Linked DNA regions of Mus musculus: regions 1, 2 and 4 are each linked to region 3. The links are chromatin contacts, called in public ChIA-PET and HiChIP or PLAC-seq maps. All regions are on one chromosome and are shown on one strand. Each heading gives the region's core, a stretch centred on a gene start, on an enhancer-like site or on the middle of the called end of the contact. The rest is flanking DNA. Distances are from core to core; before and after follow the strand shown.

Region 1 (6,118 bases), core at 1,056-3,555, 380 kb before region 3:
CTTCCCTGCTTGTGGCTTCCACTGGCCTATGCTGGGGTGCACAGTCAATTATAACTGAAGGAAAATGGACTGATGCCAGGGACAGCCCTACCAATGCCCTCTCTCATCCTCTACAGGCTTCCCTCCCAACAGCAGGCTGAGGCCTTATGCAACCACGTTGGTTCATGGCTAGAATGTAGTAGGCATGTCACCCTCAAGTCTGAGCACAGGCTTTAAAAGGATGCACAGCTGGGTGTTGGTAGGAGAGGGAATGGGAGCTAGAGCCATGGCTCAGTGGTTGAGAGTTTCAATCCCAGGTCCCATGGTTGGTATCTTACAAGCACCTGTAACTACAGCTCTGGAGGATTCAATGCCCTATTCTGGACTCCTACTGTACCTATGGACAGGTTAAACATGGACGGGCCCATACACAGATTCATAAAATTACACACATAATTAAAAATGAAAATAAATCGTAGTGGGGGAAAATAATGGACAGCTTCAACTTCTATTGCTTCGAGCACTTCTCAAAGAACCCAGCCACCATGTTATAGAAAGAAGCGCCCCACATACCGAAAACCAGTACCCTCCAGCTCAAGCTGAGAACCAACCCTCACAGCCAAACAAGTGGCCATGCTGACGACTCTAGTCCCAACTTCCTGATGAATTCAGCCCCAGTCAAGACCACATGGGGTGAAAGTGTCACTTCGCTGAGCTTCAGCCCACAGAAGCATGTGACTGCTATCAAGTGACTCCTGGGATCTGAAGAGGTTACTCCGTGATAGACAGTAAAGATGGACAGCATGGGAAGTTTAACTGTAGCTCCGACCCATCACTTCCTTGAGTGTGTTTCATCTTACAGCACAGAGTTCACGTGTACACACCTCACAGGGGAGCTGCCAGTCTCAGATGAGACACTGAATGAAAGGGAATCCTGCAGAGGAAGCCTCGGAAGCCAAGCTGGATGCTAGCTGGCTGTGGCCCTTTCACTAGGCCTATCTTTTTCACTTCTCCTAATTTTTACAATTGACACATGCTACCAAACTGTCTCTTTGGGTATTCAGTTGGATAGATTTTTCACACACATATAAAGTTGTGTGACTGCCAGGAAAGGAAGACACACAACACCCCTATGCCCCCAAATACTCCCCTGTGCTCCTACACTTGACCAAATCCTCCTGTGACCCCTGACCCTGTGGGCCGATCTGGTCTTCATCACCATTTGTCTTTCCAAAGAACCAGATAGATACAATTTAGAGTGTGTTGCTGTCTGTACACTCACTGACTTCTTTCATTCAGCCTAGTGTGTGTGAGATGGACCTAGCTACTGACTGCTTACCGGCTTAGCATACTTTCATTGCCGAGTACCTGCTACACGGGTGTCATCCTATGGCTCACTTGTCCAATCATTACTATTTTTTAATAATTATTTTCATGACTTCAGAAATGGACTCCCCATGGAAATAACTAAACAGCTAATATGACTTCAAACAAACAAAAGTCTTGCTTTAAAGCTGCGAGGGTTCAGAAGTCCCTGTCTGCTCGCTGACACAACAGACAGGGCAACGTGAACTGAAAGACAGATTTTGAACCCCACACAATACAGGACTTGAAAGCTGCTTTCCTTTTGATATAAAGACAGTGAACGAATCAGAGTAGGTCGATGGCACTCTAAACACAAGCCTAAAACACAGCCCTGCCTGTATCTCTCTGCTGTCCTTCTGACAACCTGCACTGGCAAGAACAAAGCAGGAAACCCATCTGGCCACAGCACGCTGTCCTTCATGAGAACGTGCACGTCATACAGAACAGGAAGTGGTAATGGGCAGTGAGTTCCAGTTAGGATGACCCTGTCTTTCATGGATCACAGCGTTTATTTCAGCAATCATTAATAACCACCACTTCGGTTCTAACTGAGGGCAGACTTGCCTCCCAGCTGGTCATTTACTACTTTAAACCGGCTTCTCGCCAGCAAGACCAAACTCTGAGTCACCTTCCCTGGGTCTTTAGGGTTCCTGTCCTCAGCTGGTCCCAGACACAACCCTAGCTCTAAATTATTTCCTCCAGAGAAAAGAAGCTTGGGGCAAAGCAGGAATCTCTCAAGGCAACTCCATGCTAGAAGAACAGTCCCTGGAACCATAGGCCTGATACCATGTAGTGGGTCAGACTGGGGTCCTGGTCGTCTCAGAAAGGGGTGAGGCAGAGGGAGCATAAGCTAGAACCTGAAGGCTATGTCCACGCATACTGGCTAAAGCCTACAGCTTATCCACACCCGATCCAGTTACTCATTGGTGTCCTGGTTCCCTGGAGAGGGAGAGAAAGAAAGTGCTTCTATCAGGAGTGGCTGACCAGACCTCATTGCAGCATCTCATCTTCCGACAAAGCACATGAGTCATGAGTGTGTGAAAACACGGAGCTAATATTCATAATTCCTGAATAAGATAAAGAGCTGCAAGGAAAAACAGCTTCTGTCTGCCTCTCCATCACTGTCAGGACGGATGCTCTGAGAAACAGGGCGTCTTGCCAGAACCCCAGATTCCACCTCAGCAGTGAGCCAGTCTCATCCCTGTGAGCCACCCCACGCTTCCTTATTCCCTCACCCGTGGTGGCTCAGAGCATCTATTCATTCCTGGGACAGAAAGCCTCCAGAGACAGCAGGGACGTCTGCCCTCCTCTCAGCTGGACTCAGTTTGCCAGCTCAGTCTCAGGGTCCAGACTTGGCCCCAGCAGAGGGTGTCAGTTTCACCCACTGCAGTCTATCCCTCTTCTCTCTTGCATCAGGGTCCCAACAAGGTCTAGGCTCGTTCTCTCTCTCTCTCTCTCTCTCTCTCTCTCTCTCTCTCTCTCTCTCTCTCCCTCCCTCTCTCTCTCTCTCTCCCTCCCTCCCTCCCTCTCTCCCTCCCCCCCTCCTTTATCACTTGTTAAAACACACCTCGAGCTCAGTGTGTAACCATGTACACAATCACATAACTGTCACCTACACAAAGATAAAGAAGGTTTTTCTAGCATGCAGTTGGCTCCCCTGTGCCCCCTATAGATCCTTTCCTTAGCTAGTATTGTTGTTCTCGGAGTCATCAGAAGGTGGGGCTTACTACCTCATCCCCATATCATTGCTATATAACCTTTTCAAGAAATAAATTTCATTGTGTATACCTAAGGTATGCAACATGATATTGTGACGCATGTATAGACAGGACAAAACTTACTACAGTGAAGCCAATCCACCCATACTCCACATACATTTATTTTTGTTTCCATGGCAACAGCAGAAAAAATAGCTGTTTTAATAGCTCTCATACAACCTGCAGTTTCATTACCTGTATCAATCCTCGAGCTGTGCATTGTTAACACTACAGATTTGCTACTTAGCACATTTGTATCTTTTTATTTTCCTCCTCAGTGAGGAGGACGGAACCCAGGCCCTTGTGCACATGAGTTAAGAGCTATATTACTAGCGCCTGTTTTTAGTGAGGCCGGGGCTCATGGCCTTTAAACTTGCTATGGTGGAGCGGTTTACACTGAATGCTCCCTCCTCCTTCATCTACTTCCCATGGACTGGGGTTACCCCAAATTGGTTTTTTGTTGTTCTTGTTTTTGAAACAGTGTCTCTGTCTATATTTAGCTCTAACCATCCTAGAACTCACTGTGTAGATCAGGGAGGCCTTGATCTCATAGAAATCTGTCTGCCTCTGCCTTCCAAGTGCTGGTATTAAAGGTGTGTACCATAACGCCCAGCCAGTAGATTAACTGTGAATTACTGACTGTCTCTTACGTACCCTCTGATGACAGAGTTAGAGCCCTAAATGATAGTTTTGAGTCTCCTTAGTGTGGTACATTGCTTCTCATTTAAATCTCAATTCTCATCCGGGCTCTCTATGCTCTCTTACACAGTGCTCTTCAGTCTCGCGGACCCGATCCTGTTCACATTCCTCTGGGCCTTGTTAACCAATCTTCCCATGTTGGGGGCCTCATGTTTAGTTTTTAACCTTGTAATCCTATGCCCACTCCTTGAAAGCACAGGTCACCAGAAAACTCTTCACAAACTCTTATCTCCTTATACTGATCTGTCTATCTGTCTGACTGTCTGTCTGACTATTATCTAGAGATATCTCCTCATTACCTTTGTCAACAAGTGGTTTCCCCAGCCCAACCCCTTTTCACTGGGAAGCCATAGACTCTGTTCTTACATGTAGCTTCTTGTCCTTGCTAGACATTCAAGTTTTTTCTTTTTTTGAAAACAACCTCAGAAATTCTTAGATTTCTTCAATTAGTAAAGCTTTTATAAAACACACACACACACACACACACACACACGAGGAGGTGGCTGGGCATGTGGATCAGCTGGTAGAACATCTGCCTGACCAAGTGGATATTTAGATCAACTGATCTGACCACAGGCGATCTAAGACCACTGCTACCATGGCAACACAGGGACCTGACACTGTGCATATAGCACTAGCAGGAAGTGTACCCCAACAAGGGCAAGGGCCCATGAATCCAGCCATTCTCACACCCAGATAAAACTTAACAGCAGTCTCAATATATCATGACTCACGAACTCATGTGTGCATGTGACTACTCAGACAAGCAATAGACTTTGCCACTGGCACGGGTGAGTAACTCATTGCCACAAATCTCTGTGCATAATAAACTTTGAAGTGTGTGTTGGGTCAAGTAGGGATTGGAGGGCAGAAAGAAGGGCCCCTGCAGTGGGTTATGCAAGGGACAGGGTTCCAGGCTGGAAGAGTGAGCAGAGGCTAAAGTCTAACCCATCCTGTGTTTGCTAAGTCAGTGTCTTGGCCCAGAACACATCTATCCTTAGAGAGAAACAACCTTTTCTGATATAGGAAGATACTCTAAGAGTATATGTTCTGAATTTAAATGTAAAGCCAAGAAAGTATCAGGTCGAATATAGACAGAGGGGAAAAACCTTTTATTATATGAATTAACCTGAACAAAGTTTGGATCAAAATGAGTGTGAGTCTGTGTTCATAGGTACATAGTTCCAAAAAAGGCCTCATTCAGTACGCTCACAATGAAAGAAAGACTCAGGCAGAATGGGATGTTAAAAATGGTTAAAGGGCTTAAAACTAAGGAGGCCGAGGCAGGAGGATCATCAGGAGTCTGGTCTACACAGTGAATTCCAGGTAAGCCTACTACATGGAGAGACCTATCTCATAAACACACAATTTTTAAAATAAAAACAATCATTTTAAATGCCATTTCTAGTCTAGCATAATATCATAATTGTGCCTGTAATCCTGCTGCTAGGAAAGATGAGGGCAAAGAACTATCTGAATCCAGGAATCAGGGTCAGCCTGCACCACCCAGGAAGATCCTAACTTAAAGGACAGAAAAATGAAAGAAAAAGCCACTCGTATGTAAAAGTTGTACCACACACATATACGCACACACACATTTGGGCTCCTTTAAATGAACTCTGTGGAGCTAGAAAGAAGAGGGTTTTGTTGTTGTTGTTTATTTCTTTCTTTCTTTGTTTTTTAAACACAGGATCCAGGTTTAGATCCTGAAACTGAAAAATGGTGGCTTACAAGAGTAATTCCAGTTCAAGGGATCTGATGCCCTCTTCTGGCCTCTGTTGGTACCTGCATGCATATTATGTATATAAACTCACACAGGCACATAATGCACATAAAGGAAGCAAATCTCTCTCTCTTTTTTTAATGGTCCATTCAAGGACATTTGCCCAAATTAATATTGTTTAAATATTATTTTAATAACACATATACACATTTTGTTTGTTTGTTTGTTTGCTTGTTTCGAGACAGGGTTTCTCTGTATAGCCCTGGCTGTCCTGGAACTCATTTTGTAGACCAGACTGGCCTCGAACTCAGAAATCTGCCTGCCTCTGCCTCCCGAGTGCTGGGATTAAAGGCATATGCCACCACGCCTGGCAACATATTAATATTTTAAATATCATTTAAAGATGTACAGTCAACAGAAACGTCATTTATCTATCTTTGACTAACCTAGCCTAAGTCTCTTTTCCCTATTAGTCATTTGTTTCATTGAACTTTCAGTTTAAAGGTAGAGTTTATAGTTAACCGTAGTTACAGAGCCTACGGACAGGAAAACATTTTACATCTTCTAAACAACACAAGTCTGAACACTTTTCTGC
Region 2 (5,637 bases), core at 437-2,936, 490 kb before region 3:
AGATATTTAAAAAAAAAACACCTCAGATTTTAAATTCACCAGTGATCACAAATATAAGAGCGATTATCCGGAAGTTGGGAACTGTGTGACTAAGTTTTTTTTTTTTTTTTAATGAATTATTCAGTTCAAACTGATAGTTACAACATAGTTAAAATAAAAATGACTGGATGTGACCCAAACATGTCATGTGAAGACATAAAGATTTAAGATCCACAGCAACAACAGCAGAGCGATTTAGTAGGAACAGAAAGTAGCTTGGTTGTGCAATAGTTAGCTGAGATTGTGGGTAGGTGTGAGAAGAAAATGTCAGGCACAAGGAATGGGCAATATGGATGGAGCATACCAAGCAGGCCCCTGGTGTCCGCATAGCATCTCTGCGCTCATTACCACCTGTGGGAGGAAGTGGAAAGAGCGCTCTACTCTTAGAATGGGGAGAATTAAAAATTGAAATGACTAACTCTCTCAGAGTCAAAACATGTAGGTGGTTGAGCTAGCACAAAGATTCTCATTGTCAAGGGCCCTGTCTTTTTATTCTACCCTGTGGCCTGTGGAGGCCAGACAATCCTTTAGCCTCTGAACCAATGGTTCTCAACCTGTGGGTTATGACCTCTTTGGGGGGTTGAACAACCTTTTCTCAGGGGTCACCTGAGACCTTATGATTCACAACAGCAACAAAATTACAGTTATGAAGTAGCAATGAAAGTAAATTTATGGTTGGGGTCACCACACCATGGGGAATGGTATTAATGGGTGGAAGCACCAGGAAGGTTGAGAACCACTACCAGCCTTGTGTGTCCCAGGTATCTTACCCAGTGACAACACCAAATCTTCCAGACAGCTTCCACAGAAGGCTTCTGGAGAGACTTCTGAGATCCTGTAAGTGACATATATGTTAAAAAGGCATGAAGTGCCTTCAAGCTATTCAGCAGTGAGGACCTTACATTCCTGGATTGTGCACTTGTGTGTACTGTATTGTATTGTTCCATTGAAATGGGCCCGGCCTCTCTCTCTCTCTCTCTCTCTCTCTCTCTCTCTCTCTCTCTCTCTCTCTCTCTCTCTCTCTCTCTCTCTCTCTCTCTCTCTCTCTCTCTGAGGTGATCACAAAAGTGCTGGCGAATTCTTTCCACCAGTGGTTCCTGCACACAACACGCACTCATGTTGTGGGACTCTTTTTGTTGTTGTTCAGAATTCACCTTAGGGGTTTTCTCAAACTCTGCCTTCTTGCTCTCTGGTGGTTTTTAGCTTTCTTTTTTCTTTCCAGGCTGGGTAGATGATGCAGTTTCACTTCTAGGTGTTAGGATTCTCTTCCACACTGGCTTGTCACGACCTTAAAAGGATTTTAGGTTGCCTGCTTGCTATTTTTTCCTCAAGTCATACCTCCAGTAATGTAGAGACTCGTAAAAGAATTCAGAAGTCCAGCATTAAGGCAGTCCATCCTATAGTGTGAGCTGTGACATATACAATCCACTGTTGTTTTCTAAATTGTCCATGTTGGTAGGTTTGGTGTGTTGAGCTGGTTGTTTCTGAATTGGTGTTGGGATGCTATACTTGACTTCTATTGCTAAGGGTGGAAAGGTATTTGTTATGATCCTAATTGTCTTAATTATAATTGCCGTCATAGCTCTCTCCTGTCAGGTAATTGAGGTCTGATAGTCATTCTTAGCTAAAGCCACCCACAAAAACCACACACAGTGCGTTTTACTCAAAACAGTACTTTAACCACCACTTTGTGATGCAAAATCAGTGGAATTTTGGGTACTTTCTGTAAAATCGAAATCTTTATGGGGGTTTTCCAACATCCCAGTTGATTGTTAACAAGTGATCAGTGAACTAGAGTTAAGTGGATTTGGCTAAACACTTGACTTCTGGGACAGCAATGAGTACAGTCATTGGAAGGGAGCTCCCTTGATTGAGTTGAGATTGGCTCACCTTTTGAAAGATGTGGCTAAGTAAAAGGTATTGTACAAGATCTCTCGGTGTGGAAGGCAGATCTGTTAGGAGTGTACCTGTTGCTTATCTCTGCCACAGGGTTTTCAGTCTTGATACAGTATTCACACTTAGTGCTTTCTAGCTTATAGAGTCTCTTATGAAAGAGGTTTGAAAAAGAATGACTGATCGGTGGGTAGAATTTCCTATGCAGGGACAGAGTGAGAAGGAGATGACTACTAAAGTAGGCTAGCCCTGTGCTGAAAGGCAGGCAGCACCTGACTTGGGAAGAGCTAGCTCTGTCTTGCAGAAGTCAGGAGGTGTCTGTTTATGTTGGAGCCAGCACTCAGGAAGTTACTCTCCCTGTTGAAGGCTCCAGGGCTCATCTTTTAAGGCTCATTACTGTTCTTTGGTTTGGTGGACTGAGCATGTAGTCCTTTAAGGAGGACAAAAAAACCAACCCTCCAACCCACCAACCAAAAACCAACCCACCAACAAACCAAACCCACCAACCTACCAAAAACCAACCCACCAAAAACCAACCCACCAACAAATCCCATCCACCAATCCACCAACAAACCAAACCCCCAAACAAAACTTGATCTGCTATGGTGGCAAACATTTAAGCAACTAAAGCCACAAAGGCTTTCTTCTTGCACATGGACACTGCATTGTCATACCTAATGCTTAGCCTGGAAATGCTACTTCCTCATGGGGGATGGTGGAGGGTAATTTTGAAGGTGACCTGGATCTCAACCCTTGAAACAGAGGTGTAGGAAAAGGTGGTGTGTGGAGGAGGCAGTGGAATCAAGGCCCTCTCAGAGGCCCTGAGAGAGTTACCTGCAGATTCTGTTTTAGCTACACTGTACCAGCTTTGGTGTTGACGCCCACATTCCCAAGGTAGGACCTGCAGCGAGTAAGGCGGAGTGACATTCCAGTTTCAATTATTTTCTGCTGAAGCTGGCAAACTGAATGAAGATTTATATCTTTGGTGACAGGATTCAAATGAGACACGACAAACCTGTAAAAGCTGCCACCTAAACATGTCAATGCAGAAGTTTCCAGTGAACCAGCTAGGACGTGGGGAGACACAACGTACACTGCCAGCCATGCCGTGCTGGAGAGCTTGAGAGATCAAAGACGAAGCCCAGGGCAAAGAGCAGGTCCTTGCTGGCCGCACAGTATTATGGGATTGAGTACAGGAGCCATGTTGGTTTTAGACAAAAAGCCACGTGTCTCTCGTAGGCTTACCTTATGGTGGAAAATTTTAAACTGACTGGAAAATTGACTTACGTTACCCAATTTATGTAGTAAAGTGTAAGTTATGAAACTACCCATTGAGATGGAATTTAATCCTGACCCAGTTCTCTGAGCTGGGTGAGAATTAGTCCCATTTACCAAAGCACAGTCAATAGGCGTCAAAAGAGCAGCCGGAGCCAGCCATGCTTCAGGAAGGACCACATTTTCTCTATTTGGATGGAAGAATGAGCCTAGTACAAGACAAACATCATAAATGCTCTGTGATAGGAGCCTGATCACCGGGGAGTGGGACCAACAAATCCAATGATTAGTGATCCTTCCTTTCATGGGGAAAATGCCAAGTTAAAGGTGCCCACACTAAACAGAGCATTCTGGACCGTGTCATGCCAAGTGCCTTTGACATCCTGGTGCCACTCAGTCACTGAGGAGAATTCTGTATGAAGTTCCCTCTGTTATTTGTTTGACTGATTTCTCTTGAGATATAAACAATTGTTTATTTTCTAAAATCAGGTTAGCATTTCCTGATTTAATCTGGCAACCAAATGAGTTTTTAGCTATAGTTTTACTCAGTCCCAATGGGGAGAAAAGTCTAACACTGGAATCGTTCTCAAGCCACAAGGAAATGACAAATGAAAGCCACCAGCCAGTCACTGCATAGGATTCTGCATCGTTTATTAAATATTTTTAGGTATGCATTTACAAACTTGACTTGCTTCGGAACTCTGCATACGGTTCAGTTTTTAAACTTTTGTGCAGAGACGGTCTAGTAAAGCGAGACCCAGGTACAAAACAAGGCGACAGAGAGAAAACACTTCCTGTGATACTTTGCACCCATCCAGAAAAGAAATCATGTGACAAAGAAATAAAACCCAAACGTGGCTCTTTCAGAAGAACGCCATTGTCAGTGTTCAGCTACGTACCCTAGGGGCAGCTATGCATCCTAAGGGGACAGCTCCTACTTTGTCGTATATGAATGTATATATGTATATACGCATAATAACTTCTTACCTACTGCATCATGGTTCAGAGGAAGAAAATCTAGAAACCATCAGCTAACTCATTTGACTATAACGTGACATCAAAATTCACCCGGGAGATGACACTGACTGGTCAGCAATATGCTGTTATTCCAAACGTCATGTAAAAAGTTCCCTTTAAAAAATTAATTCATCAACTCCTTTCAAGCTAAAGTGTGAGCCTCTAACATGGCTCTCTTAAAGAAACACTTTAAATGATTAATTTTGAAGCTTAAAATTATCCTTGAAACTAAAGTTGCTTTTCTCAAAATGAATGCTGTTTGAATGGTTCACAGACCTGGAGTTATCACTAGGATACAGGGGCACTAATGCCATTAGCAACGAGAAACAGCATCACCATAGGATAATTACAAGGTACAAAATTGCCCAGGGGCCAGAAACTCGCTATTAATATAATTTTGGCAGCAGCAGCAGCATTTGATATTTAACCATTTATTACACGAGTATCAACAAATCAGCTTCAAAGATGTGTACTCCCTTAGGACACTCAGGAGTTACAAAGTTATGGTGATTGCATAATTTGTATTGCACAGTTTTATAAAAAACATAAATACTGGCTATTCTAGTTTTAAATACAAAATACATGTCATATACTTTTAAATCTATAATCTGGTTCAAGTGCAAATCAGGTACTTTCTGTAGTCCTTCCAAAAAAGGCATTTTTAATATTTTTGGCAGGAGTGACAAGTCACCATGCCAACAGAGCTAATTACAATACGAAAGTCCAAACCTCTGAGAATAGCAATCATATACATACAATACAAAACTGAGTATTTACAAATGTACTAAGCGCACATGTACCCTTAGTGGGCAAATCAGAACCAATGAGCCGTACCCACCCTGACAGTGATATACAGAGGGCTGAGCAGAGTCCCTCTGCCTCATTTGCCTAGGCCGGCTGCTGTGGGTTGACATTCATGTGAGGAGGATGTCCTAGAAGGCCGATTCTTTGTTTCTGCTTCCTCTGTTCTGTCATCTGGAAAGTTAAAAAGTTTCATCATTACACTCAGACACTTCCTGTGCGTCAGGTCACACACTGAACCATAGGTTTACCTCTGTGGTTATGGGTTATACTGAAACCCACTTTCTACAAATAGTGTACTGTCACACACACACACACATACACACACACACACACACACACCCCTTCCACAAGGGCATCTTCCTCCGCAGATGGGGAATTCTGTGGCCTCATCATGCAGGGTGACATTCAGTTTTAGTATATGTGCTGCCGAAGCGAGCACAGCAGGGTGACATTCACAAGTACTGCTTGCTGCTTGTTTCATAGAGAAACAAAAGACAGGTGAAGCATAGCTTCTAGATCAGTTCCAAACGCCATTTCCAAGTGATGTCAAGACTCATTGGAAAATGGCAGCTCGCTATGATTATGTTATGTTATGTCACATTATCTGCA
Region 3 (5,787 bases), core at 2,881-5,380:
TACGTCCTTCCTTTTTTGGGTGTGTTCAAAACCCAGCTACAGGAATCCTTGGACTTGCCCTCTCATGTCCTAAGTTTTGCTTCTAGCAGCTATTAGGAGACTGGGAGCCACCTAATTCTGACCAAGGCCCAATGAGATCTTAAAAATAACCTTTGCAGTTGATCTGAGGGACCTGACAAATGATTAGACCTGACTTGGCTCAAGAAAACCAATTAGTTTATTTTCTCCTTGGCTTTCAACTCCAAGGATGTGAGGATATGCTGGCTTCTAATCTGAACATTTCAGTATGCCCTTTTCCCTTTATATGGCACCCCAGAGCAAAGCAGACATAAAATTATTTTTTGCCTTGAGTTTTTCATGCCTTAATGGTTGTGTGAGCCCGTGAGCCAGGGTTTGCAGCAAGTATGCTAGTTTGACTTTTTGTAAGATTCCTTTTATGTATGTGGAATTCAGTGGGGAAAAAAATGAGCTGAAGATGAGCTGGGAATGTAGGTCAGTGATGGAGCATCTGTGTAGCACATGTTTAAGTCTAGATTGCATTCCTAACATCCATAACACACACACACATCCTATATCACTGGTACCACTAGACAGTCTGGGCAACTTTGAGGCTTGTCTTTAAGCATGTGGATTATCTTTTCTGAGAAGCAGTTTTTTTTTTCTTTTTCCTATCAGAGAGAGCTAGCCTCCCAAAATGCCAATATTCTATAAACTCCTCCCTATTGTAAAACTTTTGTAAATTTGTCCATTTTGCCACACCTTGGTAGAGATGGTAGAGATTCTTGGAACTCTCCATAGCAGCCTTCCCCTGCTATAGCACCCATTAGGAACTAGCCAATCATGTCAGATTGTGAGGTTGAACTGTCACCAATGGAGTGAGACTTAGCTACTTGTACTCCCACCTTGGAGTGATTGCTCGACTAGTGTGGGCCACTGTGCACCCTTTTGCCAAAGTAAAACTGCCTGGCTGAGTGACCTCTGCTTTGTTTAGTATCTCATTTTACAACCCCAGGAATATCCTTCTCCAATAGTTTTATTCTCAAGACTTTCATGTATGCCCTCAATGGTTGGCCTAAGAATCAATCACGTGGCTCTTCTTCTCCCCTTCTCCCTCCTCTTAAAAAATAGACCAGGACTTAATTTGGAAACTATGATTAGTACATCAAATCCCCTGAGTTTATGGACACTAATGACTGTAAGGAGTTTAAAGAAGATACTTATAGAGAATCTTTCAACTTCTTGATGCTGCAGGAGAGCAAACCCAGGAACTTGAGCATAAAGCACTTTGTCATTGAATTACTTTCTTAGGAACTAGCTTTGGAGACGGGGTCTTGCTATGAAGACTAGCTTGGCTCCTACATTCACGATTCTCCTGTTTCCACATCTAGTGTTGAGATTATAGGCAAGTGTCTAGCTAATTAAGTTATTCTTAGTTATTTTTTTGCACATAAAATAAAGTAGGCTAAATTAAGAGATTGCATTAGACCAACTGTTTTTATAGATAGGCCTTAGAGAAGATGGCAAAGAAACACACACACACACACACACACACACACACACACACACACACTTTTATTCAGTAGCACAACGAGCTAAAATTGAGTGTAGGATCATCACACTGTTAGTGCTTTGAGGGCAGGGGGCATGTTTTCTTATTCTCTGTATTCCAACTCATCACTTGGCATACTTTTAGTTCTTAATGAGTATTTATTGGAGTTACTTAAGAATGGAGCAATATTTTTCTTTCATGTTAGATACTTCTAGCTTAAAAAAAAAGCAACTGGATGCTGTCTTCTTCAATCAAATGATGTCATCTTCTAGGCCTCGTCTAATACAGTGCCTGGTATATTATAGTCACTCGACTATTTGATGAATAAAGAAAAAAAATAGGTGGTCTTCGCAGACATCCTGGAATGTTTGATCTTGACCAAGCCTTAAGAGCTCATTGGTACATGGAGTATTATCTACTTGTGTTATTAATAAACTGTCAATGCAAATGCAGATGTGTGTTGCTGGCTATGAGTCATAGATGAGAGGGCGCTATTTCTCACATTGAAATCCTGCTTCACCTTTTGAAATCTGCTATAGAATGTATTATCCCATTTTCTGCTCATAAAATCCTAGAAGGAAGAAAGAGCAGCCCTAATTTGTTCTTATTCTGGATGGGGGAAAGCTATACAATTTTAAAGTTATTTTCACTTCGAAAACAACAAACTCTGTGGAGTAGGTAAGATGCTGAAGTCATACTCTTAAGTCTGACATCCGAGGGGGCACCCCTCTGCCAGCATCTTTGGTCTTTCCCTATTCCATAAGCAACTTAGGCCATGGTCTGAGGGGTTGAAGGGTGGAGTAGGGCTTTGAGGTAGCAGCCATTTATTGAGTTCCTACAGAGCACTAGGAACAGTAATTCCCAAGCAGCTGAGAAGAGGGTCTATGACTTAAACTCTAGGGCTTCTGAGGATCTGAAGAAGTTAATTTATGTGTGTCCAAGATCTCTCAGCATGGCGGAGACCTCAGCTAAGTTTGACTCCAGGGGCTGAGATTCATAACCAAGCCTTTCTTACATGTCAGATAGCCGAGACCAGACATGGAGATGGTTTTCTCTGATCCCTCAGTAAGTTCTGAGTACAAGCCAGACAGGGGGAAAAAGCTTTCTGAAAAGTCACGCCTCTGCCACACACATGTTAGGGAACTGCTATTTTACAGACAGTATAAGGTAAGAATCCTTGTTAAGGTCTTATTACAGGTTCAAAGAAAAATATTAAATTCTGTCCATTTAAGAACTTTTCTTTCAGACCAACAGCTTATTTCCCCCTCGAGAGAGAAAGAACATGAAATTGGGTAGATTGCGAGGTGGGCAAGGATCTGTGAGGATTTGGGGGAGGGAAAAAGGATGACAAACATATTGTATGGGATTCTCAAAGAGTAAATAATAGTAAGACGTCAAGAAGACTGCAGTTCCAGTAAACAACCTTGATGAAACTCATTGGCTCTCTGTCTCCTACACACACACACACACACACACACACACACACACACTCACCACAGCGAGATGAAAGATAAAAGGGGCACTAGCCAGGAAGGTGAAGGATTACTGGGAGAGGGTGAGGGACCAGAGAGGGTGGTGGTGCATATCATCAAAACACCTTCTGTGCATATGTGGAAAAATGTCATCACAAAACTCATTATTATGTATAATCAACATTTGCTAATGAACATTTTAAAAATGCCATAGTTAAACTAGATACCCCGTGTGCTAATAAAAAAAAAATAAAAATATCGGGGGTGGGGTGGGGTGTGTGTGTGTGTGTGGGGGGGAAGAAGCCTGTTGTTACAGCCAATTTGACAATTACTACCACGTGGGGGAGCTATGTGTCTCTCTTTCTTGGCTTCTAGGAAAGAGCTCTAGCGCCCCCGGGGGCAGTGAGTAGCCCTGGAATTCTGCTCTGCAGCGAAGTGTGAAACAATCCCCTTCCTACTCACCCCCCCCCCCCCCAGCTTCCTACTCCCCCCAGCTCTTTAGACCTGGCTCTACATGGGCATTGGCCTCAACTACTCAAGATATAAGCAGCTCTCTGGTTCCTTCCATGGAGGCTGTCCGCAGGCCTCTATCTCCGCCCCAACATGGAAGGGTGCAGGCTCCCCTTGGTGAGAATTAAGAGGAGTCTTGTAGTCAGCCCCTGTGGGGCTACAGGACATCCCTCCAACCCAGTCTAGAACAGCGCTGGCCCCGCCTGGGGAGAGAAGGGAAATAGACAGGCCCTTTAGCACCGCCCCTAAGATCGGTGAGCTGCTTTCTAGCTCCGCCCCCATATAAAGGGCACTGGCCCCGCCCCCGGGGGAAAGGGACAGCCCTCTAGCGCCGCCCTCTGGCTCCGCCCCCAAAGAAAAGGGCACCACCCCCAGCCCTTTCAGCCACTTAGCCCTGCCTCTACCTGGAAAGGTTTAGGCCTGGGCTCCGCCCCCAAAGGCCACAAGCTCACAGGCAAGTTCTCCAGGCCGCACGCTACATCTTGTTGTTCTGTCGGGGCTACAGATTCCTCCTCAGATGCTGCTATCTCGAGAGAAAGCTTCTCCACACCTTCCGCAGACATTTATGGTCTCGCTTCGACTACTCGCCTGACCATTTTGGGCCTCCGGGAGGATGCTGGGAGTTGTGGATTCTGCGGCCCTACTTCCTCATGGGAGTTGTAGTTTTCCGTCCCAACAGGCTGCAGGTGAGGGAGATACCTCCCTCAGCGTCGTTGGGGTGCTTTTCCTCTGGATCCCACTGTTTTAAACTAGATACATAGCTGATAATTTCAGAACCACAAAAGGTACAAAATTTGGAGAACTTGAAATGTTTTCGTTTTTTTCTGGGGAACCTTGTGAAGCCTGGTTGTTTGTTCAGCCTTTGAGGGTTTAGTAGGTGTTTGGAAATGTATCGTCTAAGCTGAGGGAGAAAATACAGTCCAGAGAATATAAAGATCTAGAACCCGCGGAGAAGTTGGGTGACTGGCACAGAATTTGTTTTTGATAAGGTCCTCTCCTTGTAAGCTCACCTTGTCCCATTATACAAAACAACAAAAACCTGTTTTGAGTAGAGTCACTCACTGATCACGCCAGAGTTTCTGTATCTGGTGGAAAATGTTAACATTGCCAAATCTCCCCATTTTGCTTGTCTTGCTTCTTTTTCTTATTCTCCCTCTATCCCCTCCTCCTCCTTCTTCTCCTCCTCCCCCTCCTTCTCCTCTTCCTCCTCCTCCTCTTCTTCTAATTTTCTATCTTCACTGCTTTCTGTGATAATAGGGTCCCACAGGGCATCCACTCTTGTTGACCAAAAGTTTGGAGGCTAAAGGGGGACACTGAAATAGATTGTCCTTATAAGAGATTCATTAGAAGATACATTGATGACACAGGCAAACAGACAGACAGGCAGACAAAGGGCCTTCACGGCAGAGCAGGCATTTCTTCTTAGAGGTTTCAGAGGAAGAAGGGAGTAGTTGATGAGTAGCTTGCAGGTAGGCTGTTCCTGAGTTATCTATGAAAGTCACCAAATTACTCTAGCTTCTGGAATTGTTACAGATCCATACAAACGGGGCAGCTTTACAAAATGCAGGATCTTAGGTTTTTCATCTTTGTGTTTTAGAGAAAAAAATTACAAATGTATGTGTGCATAAATAAATATATTCTATATACTTAGGTGTGTGTGTGTGTGTGTGTGTGTGTGTGTGTGTGTGTGTGTGTGTATTTAGCTAGATTTGTTTCAAGACAGGTTATTAGTATGAAACCCAGTGTGGTTTTGAACTCTCCATCCTCTTGATTATTAGGACTACTTGCATGAACCACTGCATCTAAATGTCTTAATTGGCTTTATTTTCAATTCTAGAAAAAGGACAACATTTCACCCTGTAAGGTAGAATAAGCATTCTGATTTTCTGAGCGTAGCATTGGTTGTATAGGAAGAGAAGAGATGGAAAAGCAGAAGCAATAAACAAAAGAAGAATGGTCCTTTCATAGTTACTCTATCCCTGTAAGGCATGGGCAGGAATACAGAACAGTAGGAAAATAAATCATTGCTTAGCACCAGAGTAATGTTTGTGTGCTAAGATTAAGGCAGAGGAATTTTATTATCCTGGGATATTTGTCTGTTATCTCTTTAGTTCTTTATTTCTGCAAAAGGTTACATAGACAGGTTAGTTTCAGCTTGGTGACAAGTGACTCTATCTTGATTTATCGTCTGTCATGGGGTTTTGTTGCAGCAATAGAAACATTAACTAGACAACCAGGATCCAGAAGTTATCATTA
Region 4 (6,429 bases), core at 2,097-4,596, 400 kb before region 3:
TGACTCTTCAACTAACCTTACATCTGGAGCACCCACCACTGCCCTTTACTGCCTTTCAGTTACTTTTCTCTTTTTTCCTACTCTATCCACTCACCCACTTGCTATTGTGCACCTGTCATGAGCTGGGCACATTGTCAAGTACGAGAGATGCAGGAAAGAACGAACACAGGGACCTGAATCCCCACTCACCATGAACTGACAGGGTGGTGAGAAAAAGACACGGTAATTCAGCACTCACCCTAATGATCACCTACTCACTCCTTCTTTTAACCCTAGGAAAAAAATCCGAGTCTTCTGGCAAACAGCTCTGTGGCAGCCACTCAATGCCGCCACTTGAATCTTTCCACAGCTAGACCCTCCTCATCTTTTTGTCTCCCCACTCAGGTTACTTTCTGCCTTAATGAAGGCATCCCGAAACAACGTCCAGGTCAACTGCTTCTTTTCAAATGGCCAGTCCTCTTCTCGCAATAGCAAGATGCTGTGAAATCTCACTGCAGTAATTACTGTGGAGCTGCTCATTGTCTTGTACAGAAGTGTAAGCTCTATGCAGGCCAGCAACTGTCATATGTTGTGACCAGGCTCGGCGTATAGCAGGCATTCCATAGCCATTTGACAGCAGATTGATAAGAAGCTAATGTTTTATATCTTCTTTTGACTACCCCCCTCAATGAGATCCTTCTTACATTCAGCAAACTTGATGAAAATAAATAAATTCTGGAGGAACTGCTTAAATATCAGAAACCAACATTTAACGGTTCCCCTCAAAGTCAACACATCCACAAATAAAATGAGCCCTGAGAGAATGGGGAACCAAACCGCAGAGCCTTAATTCCCCAAGGCCACAGAACAGCTTCTCTCACCCAGGGTCACAGGAGAGACTGCTTGATCAAAGGACATTGTGGGGTGGGGGTGGGGTTCACTTGACGGCAGACCCTCAGGGTAACCCATGCAATTGAAGTATTCAGGAGACAATCTGGTCATTTGAGAAAACAAAGTACCCCACTTAAGTAAATATATAAATAAATGGAGCTTGTCATCTGTCTCTCCCAACAGGGAGAGGTGGCACACAGCTAGCTAGCCTGCTGCAAACCACAGGGCTCACTCAGCTTTGGGGGTGGGGGGAAGGTAGCCCAGCTGATGTTAGCTGACACCTCCTGGGTAAGGGACGCTCTTCTGAAATGAGAGAAGGGCAGAGACTTCTGTCTATGTGTCTGCAACTGGCCACTCTTGTTTATTTTGCAGTATTTATACCTTGGTCAGCTCCTTGAGGACCTGGAGCAGGAGGTCCTTTAGGAAGAGAACAAGGAGGTAGTGAGTGCAGAAGATGGGAGAGCTGCGCCGTGTGTCCCCTCCCCCACTGCCACCCTTCATGGTTTGAGCTCTGCATTTTCTCATCAAAAGGAGAAGGTAATGGGGTGTCTCAAGGGAGGCTCTTCAGAGAGAAGGCACTGCAAGGCACAGGTCTCAGTCCCACTTCTCTGTACCCAAGTGAAAGAAAGGGCTGCCTCTGCACATGGAGTGCACAGCCCATGACCACTGCCAGGCTTTAGCTCCACCATCAAGGGTCACCACAGAAAACACATCTCTGGTGCCTTACTCTCCACACTGCAAAAGGAGTACAGTGTTAATACTTCCTGGTGAGTCTGAAGGCCCAGAGATGACTTAGAGTCACCCTCGTAGTAGGTCAACAGCACTGACTTCCTCACTAGGTGCCAGGAGGAAATCCTTTGTGCAGCATCTTAACCAAGTTCCTGCTGAGCGTTCATTCCCAGGACCCTAAAAGACATTACATGTTAAATCCTTAGCACACCCCGGACACTGCAACTAATTAGGAAGAAGGTCGCCTGGGTCCGGGACACACACATGCAGGTGTGGTGATTTAGGGGCATAATGGAGCACAGGCTCAGGTCTCAGAAGACCACATTAAACAAAGACAGCTGGAAGACATCCAGTCTCTGGAAGGAGGCCAGGCATCTCCCGTGAGGGTAGGACTGAGCATTGATGATGAATCGAGTAAAGAAGCCTTCAACAACACAACAAGGTGTGCCAAGTGGACAAGAAAGACATGGAGCCACACAGGGCTCTGGGACAACCTGCTGGAGTCTGCTAGAGCCATTCACTTGCCTCCTCCATGGTGAGATCTAGACATTAAGAGACTGGGCCCTTTCCCCTCTTCACAGGCCTATTCACATTCACCAAACTTCTTTCTGAGGTAACTAAGAAGAGAGAAGCAGTATGTTTTTTCACATCATGTGGGGCTGAAGATGAGGACAAACAGGTACACAGCCCCTATAGCCTCAGCACTACCTGGCCCTACGCCTGCTTTCTTCACTGAACCTATTTCGGTGAATTGTCTCTTCCCCCAGGCCAAGAGTTGTCACAGGGAGATTTTACTTTTTTTGACTCTTTTCCTCCGTACCACCCGTCTGGGTGTGAGCGAACCCTTCAATATAAAGCTAGCTCACGGTAAGAAACACAGATGGCAATAGAAATGTCAATGGCGGCAGTCTCCGTGGCTAATGATGGCAAGTACAGTTAAAAAGGGGGATAAGATAATGTTCTGGGGTGAAGGACCATCGTGATGAGAGCGGCAGTTGCATGGATGTCGTAAACAGTGGGTTTCTCAAATATGCGCGTGCTCATCCCTGGGTCCTGACAATGCGCACTGCACCTTACACCAGAAAGTAATGTAGCCGATGGGATGACTGCTAACTCTCCAACCTTTAACACTGACACAACTTTGGATCACCACAGGGGCCCGTTGATATCACAAGGTCCTTTTAACATGGAAGAAGGTAGCTAGGAGGTAGGAGAAGTCAGTTCCTTGCTGCTATGATTAAAGGAGGAGGCTGGGAGCTCAGGTAAGAAGAACCTGCGAATGGCCAGTAAGTGGAGGGACCCTGTAGCCTCCAGCTTGTGAACACAGCCTCCCTGGCACCTGGATTTTACTCTACAAAGATTCATGTTTAACTTGTTAGATACTTAAGTTGGTAACCCAAAGCATCTAGGTGTATGGTCATCTGTTATTGTAGCCATACAACAGGTATAAAAACATTAAAAAATCTAATCAAGTTCCACTCTTCAAATCTGCACATATTATAGAAGAGACAAGCCTGTTTGGGTTCCAGAATACTAGGGAACTTCGGTAACATACGTATGAGGCCACTTCTAGAACATCCCTGGTCACCCGAGGGAACTGGCATCTGCCTGCCCCTTACTGACCTGTCCTCACCCTTCTGTTATCTCCAAATCACGATGGATGCCAAAACCCTTTTAATACATACTGTCTCATCAGCACCTGAAGAGATCGCCAAGATAGATATCATTGTTCCTAAACCCAGCACATTGCACACAAGCGTGCTAGGGTCAGGGGAGGTCAGAGGCTTGTGGCAGTGCCACAGAAAACTCTTGCCCAACAGGAAGACAGCCTTGGTGGGCAGACATGAACAGAGGCTAGAAAAGTAGAGGAAACGGGGTTTGTTCAGGGGGCAGACGTTCACCAAGTTGAGACACGAGGTATGGCAGGTTTGCACATGACATGCTTGAGGGAAGGAAGTGGGGTCAGGGGTAGGGTGAGGAAGTGGCTGCCGGCCTCAGCCATCTCCAAGCAGTGGTGGAGGGTATGGGTAGGGGGTGGGGTGACGACAGCCATTATAAGCTAAGGTTCAAAACAGAACAAAGGAGAAGAGAAGCAAGATCATAGGCTACTTACTATAGCTGGAGCTGGGCGAAAGCAGCAGGATCCAGTGTCTTGCCCAGCATAATAACCCTCCCCAAATACGATTCGATACACAGACACCTTATATAAGAGAGACTTGGGCAGACGGGATCGCTTTGAGGTGGCATTAGAACCACACAAGCTCTTGGAACTAATTCACAGATTTACAAAATACCCTTTTAGCTACCCCGCTTCATGTTTTACAAATGAAGAAAGTGAGCTCACACAGGAAAAGGATTTTGTGAAGGGCACAAGAAGACCCCTCTCTCCTTACTGCTTGTGTTGGTTAGTTTGTCAACTTGACCCAAGCTAGAGTCACCTAAGAGGGAATCTCAGATGGGGTTGCCTAAGGGGAATCATTTTCTTGATTGATGATGGATATTAGAGGGCCCAGCCCACAGTGGGTAGTGCCATTCTGGGACATTGGTACTGGGGTGTATAAAAAACAAACAGATCAAGCCAATAAGGAACAGTCCATCATGACTTCCGCTTCAGTTTCTGCCACCAGGTTCCCTCCGTGATGGACTGTGACATGGAAGAGTAGGATGAAATAAACCTTTTCCTTTCTGAGTTGCCTTGTGTCATGGCATTCATCCCAACAATAGAAACAAAACTATGACATTGCTCAGTCCAGTTCTCCATGACCACAGCAGCTTGTGGTTAATTATAACCGGAGTCCTAGTTGATGATCCATCCTATTCTATAATCCTTGTTTTGTGGTCAGTTTTCCCATATTGGACTGAGTGTCATGGGTGCTGACGAACCTGTGAGATAGGTCTCAAATCAAAATAATACAACTACCTGCTAGTCCATCTTGGAAATGAATTGTTGCTTAATTAACCTGTTGGCCACCTGCTACCTCCACCCGAGAGAGACATTGCAAAGAAATGCAGCCCGGCTTATGCTATGACAAGAGGCGCCCTGAGGTTATGATCCAACAGAGAGAGGAAGCAACCTACAGAAAGTGGGAAGATAACTGTAGTGTGCCAGATATTTTTAAAAATTTTTAAGTATAAGAGGCAACAACCCTAAGTAAACCACGGGCCTGAGGTCTTGGGTAAAAATCATCACGGGAGACAGATACCTTTCCTGTAACCTGGATCCACAGCCAGGACAACGAGTGAGTGGCAGGCACAGACCTTCCTCATCTGAAATGAGGATCTGGAGCCCAGTAAGCAAAGGACAGGCAGGCTCTTGGACTCTGCTAGCATGGTGCTCCCTGGAAAATGAGCTGCCTGCTTGGACCTGCCCAGGCACTGGGTCACCCAGTTTGGAGGAACCCATTGGTGGGTATCTCAGGTACAGAATGGGGTAATGGCCACAGGCAGAGCAGCCTAGGGCCAGGGTGGTGGTGGGACTTTGATCTTTTTTTTCCAAAGAAAGACACTTGTACGTTTGTGGCTGGGCTACCTTCTACACTTAACTCTGGACCCTGAGAAAATCCAGAAAGTGAGATTTTTTTTTTCCATTTGACTGTTTTCACAAGACATGACCCTGACTGATACAGCCATGACGTCGTTCAGTTGGCGTGCTTCACTTATCTGCTGCAAAATGAATTAAGTCCTTGGGCTAAGTCCGGGAATTTGAAAGATGTGGCTGAGCAGTGAGCCAACAATGGTGTTTCCAAGCACTGATGAACAGGCCACCTTTACTCTTTGCTTTACTCTTTTAACACTAGCTCTGGGACTTGAGGGGCATCTTAACCCAAACGACTCTGCCTGTCTTCCCCAGTGGAGCAAGGTAAAGGCAATGGTGACACCTTTGGCCGCTCTCCATGCACCTGTGATTAACTGAGAATTTGCCACTTCCTAGGGACCCTTTCTGAAAATTATATGGCAGTTAACAGCAAAGGTCCCAATTTGCCAGGCATCACCCAAGTATGGCACTATCTCTATTAACCCTCAGCCGCCCCATAGGCAGGTGCCATTATTATCTCTACAAAGAAACAGAGCTTTGGACAAGTTGCATAAGTTGCCAAGTCATACAACTAGTGCTTGCGGCTGCTGCCCCCATACTTAGCCTGGCATGCTTCTGACACTCTAGCCTTTGACCATTGCTTTGTTAAACTTGTCTTTGTTGAACAAGAGATTGTCAGAGTCTGGATACCTTACAGCTTTTTATAAGCCACCCCAGACTTATACTCCAACTCTGTCAGAGATACAAACACAGACTACTATCATGGTAAAGAATCACTGTGAAAGGTACCAAGAATCACAACTCCACAGGAAGCAAGGATACTTAATACATGTGTTAGCTCTGACTCCCAAACAATTTCTTTATGGTATCTGAGGGTATGCCAGAGCTGGGGCTCATAAGCTCTCAACAGAGCCACTACCACACAATAACTACTGTAGGACTTGAGTCTTTTTCTTAGGCACCAAGTGTAATGATCACAAGTCAAAGATCAGAAACCACAAGGCAATAAAATATACTTGATTAGACACACCAGCCCTGGAGAACTGGAACTCAGAAATGGACATCTTGGCCCTGGCTCCTCATTAGCCAATCCTGTGGTCTTTAGTAGTTTCATCCTCATTTGTGTCTTGGGGATTCCTTATCTGAGAAAATGAGATTGTACAACCTGCCTGGTCCACATCACATGGAAAAGGCTAGGGCTCCATCAGGGTAGCAGTTATGAAACAGTGTGAAAAACAACCTGACTCCTACTGAGCCTGATATAAATGCATGATGGTATTATTATCTAACAGTAA

The links. ChIA-PET counts read pairs in DNA pulled down with a chosen protein or histone mark. HiChIP or PLAC-seq counts read pairs in DNA pulled down with a chosen protein or histone mark.
Region 1: an HNF4G HiChIP or PLAC-seq map of pancreatic cancer cells shows a contact between it and region 3. The contact joins the enhancer-like site here to the promoter of Setmar in region 3. A contact is called at or near these places in 1 of 39 promoter capture datasets (embryonic stem cells), 9 of 115 datasets of contacts at active chromatin or transcription factors (double positive thymocytes, embryonic midbrain, embryonic stem cells and 2 more) and 1 of 9 other capture datasets (embryonic stem cells).
Region 2: a contact with region 3 is called in an RNA polymerase II ChIA-PET map of memory CD8 T cells, with 46 read pairs. The contact joins the enhancer-like site here to the promoter of Setmar in region 3. A contact is called at or near these places in 2 of 39 promoter capture datasets (embryonic stem cells and pre-B cells) and 3 of 115 datasets of contacts at active chromatin or transcription factors (embryonic stem cells and memory CD8 T cells).
Region 4: a contact with region 3 is called in an RNA polymerase II ChIA-PET map of memory CD8 T cells, with 13 read pairs. The contact joins the enhancer-like site here to the promoter of Setmar in region 3. A contact is called at or near these places in 2 of 39 promoter capture datasets (the C10 cell line and embryonic stem cells), 4 of 115 datasets of contacts at active chromatin or transcription factors (embryonic stem cells and memory CD8 T cells) and 1 of 9 other capture datasets (embryonic stem cells).

The regions. Positions count from the first base shown.
Region 1 is chr6:108,440,943-108,447,060 of GRCm38.p6, reverse strand. All of the region lies in intron 44 of Itpr1 (inositol 1,4,5-trisphosphate receptor 1), which reads right to left. Among named protein-coding and RNA genes, the nearest start is that of Gm35165, 29 kb to the left of the region's middle. Within about 2 kb of position 2,305, at least 102 of the 459 cell types and tissues checked have an H3K27ac peak or open chromatin away from gene starts, as enhancers often do. A contact at or near this core is called in forebrain and pancreatic cancer cells, where this site is marked.
Region 2 is chr6:108,549,315-108,554,951 of GRCm38.p6, reverse strand. It overlaps Itpr1 (inositol 1,4,5-trisphosphate receptor 1), which reads right to left. Exons shown (of 62, transcript NM_010585.5): 62 at 3,836-5,199. The coding sequence ends at 5,113. Among named protein-coding and RNA genes, the nearest start is that of Gm44040, 16 kb to the right of the region's middle. Within about 2 kb of position 1,686, at least 38 of the 459 cell types and tissues checked have an H3K27ac peak or open chromatin away from gene starts, as enhancers often do. A contact at or near this core is called in memory CD8 T cells, where this site is marked.
Region 3 is chr6:108,063,388-108,069,174 of GRCm38.p6, reverse strand. It overlaps Setmar (SET domain without mariner transposase fusion), which reads right to left and starts at 4,130. Exons shown (of 2, transcript NM_178391.4): 1 at 3,936-4,130. The coding sequence starts at 4,094.
Region 4 is chr6:108,463,323-108,469,751 of GRCm38.p6, reverse strand. All of the region lies in intron 44 of Itpr1 (inositol 1,4,5-trisphosphate receptor 1), which reads right to left. It overlaps Gm35165 (a long non-coding RNA gene), which reads left to right. Exons shown (of 5, transcript XR_869349.3): 2 at 1,243-1,407. Among named protein-coding and RNA genes, the nearest start is that of Gm35165, 6.1 kb to the left of the region's middle. Within about 2 kb of position 3,346, at least 72 of the 459 cell types and tissues checked have an H3K27ac peak or open chromatin away from gene starts, as enhancers often do. A contact at or near this core is called in memory CD8 T cells, where this site is marked.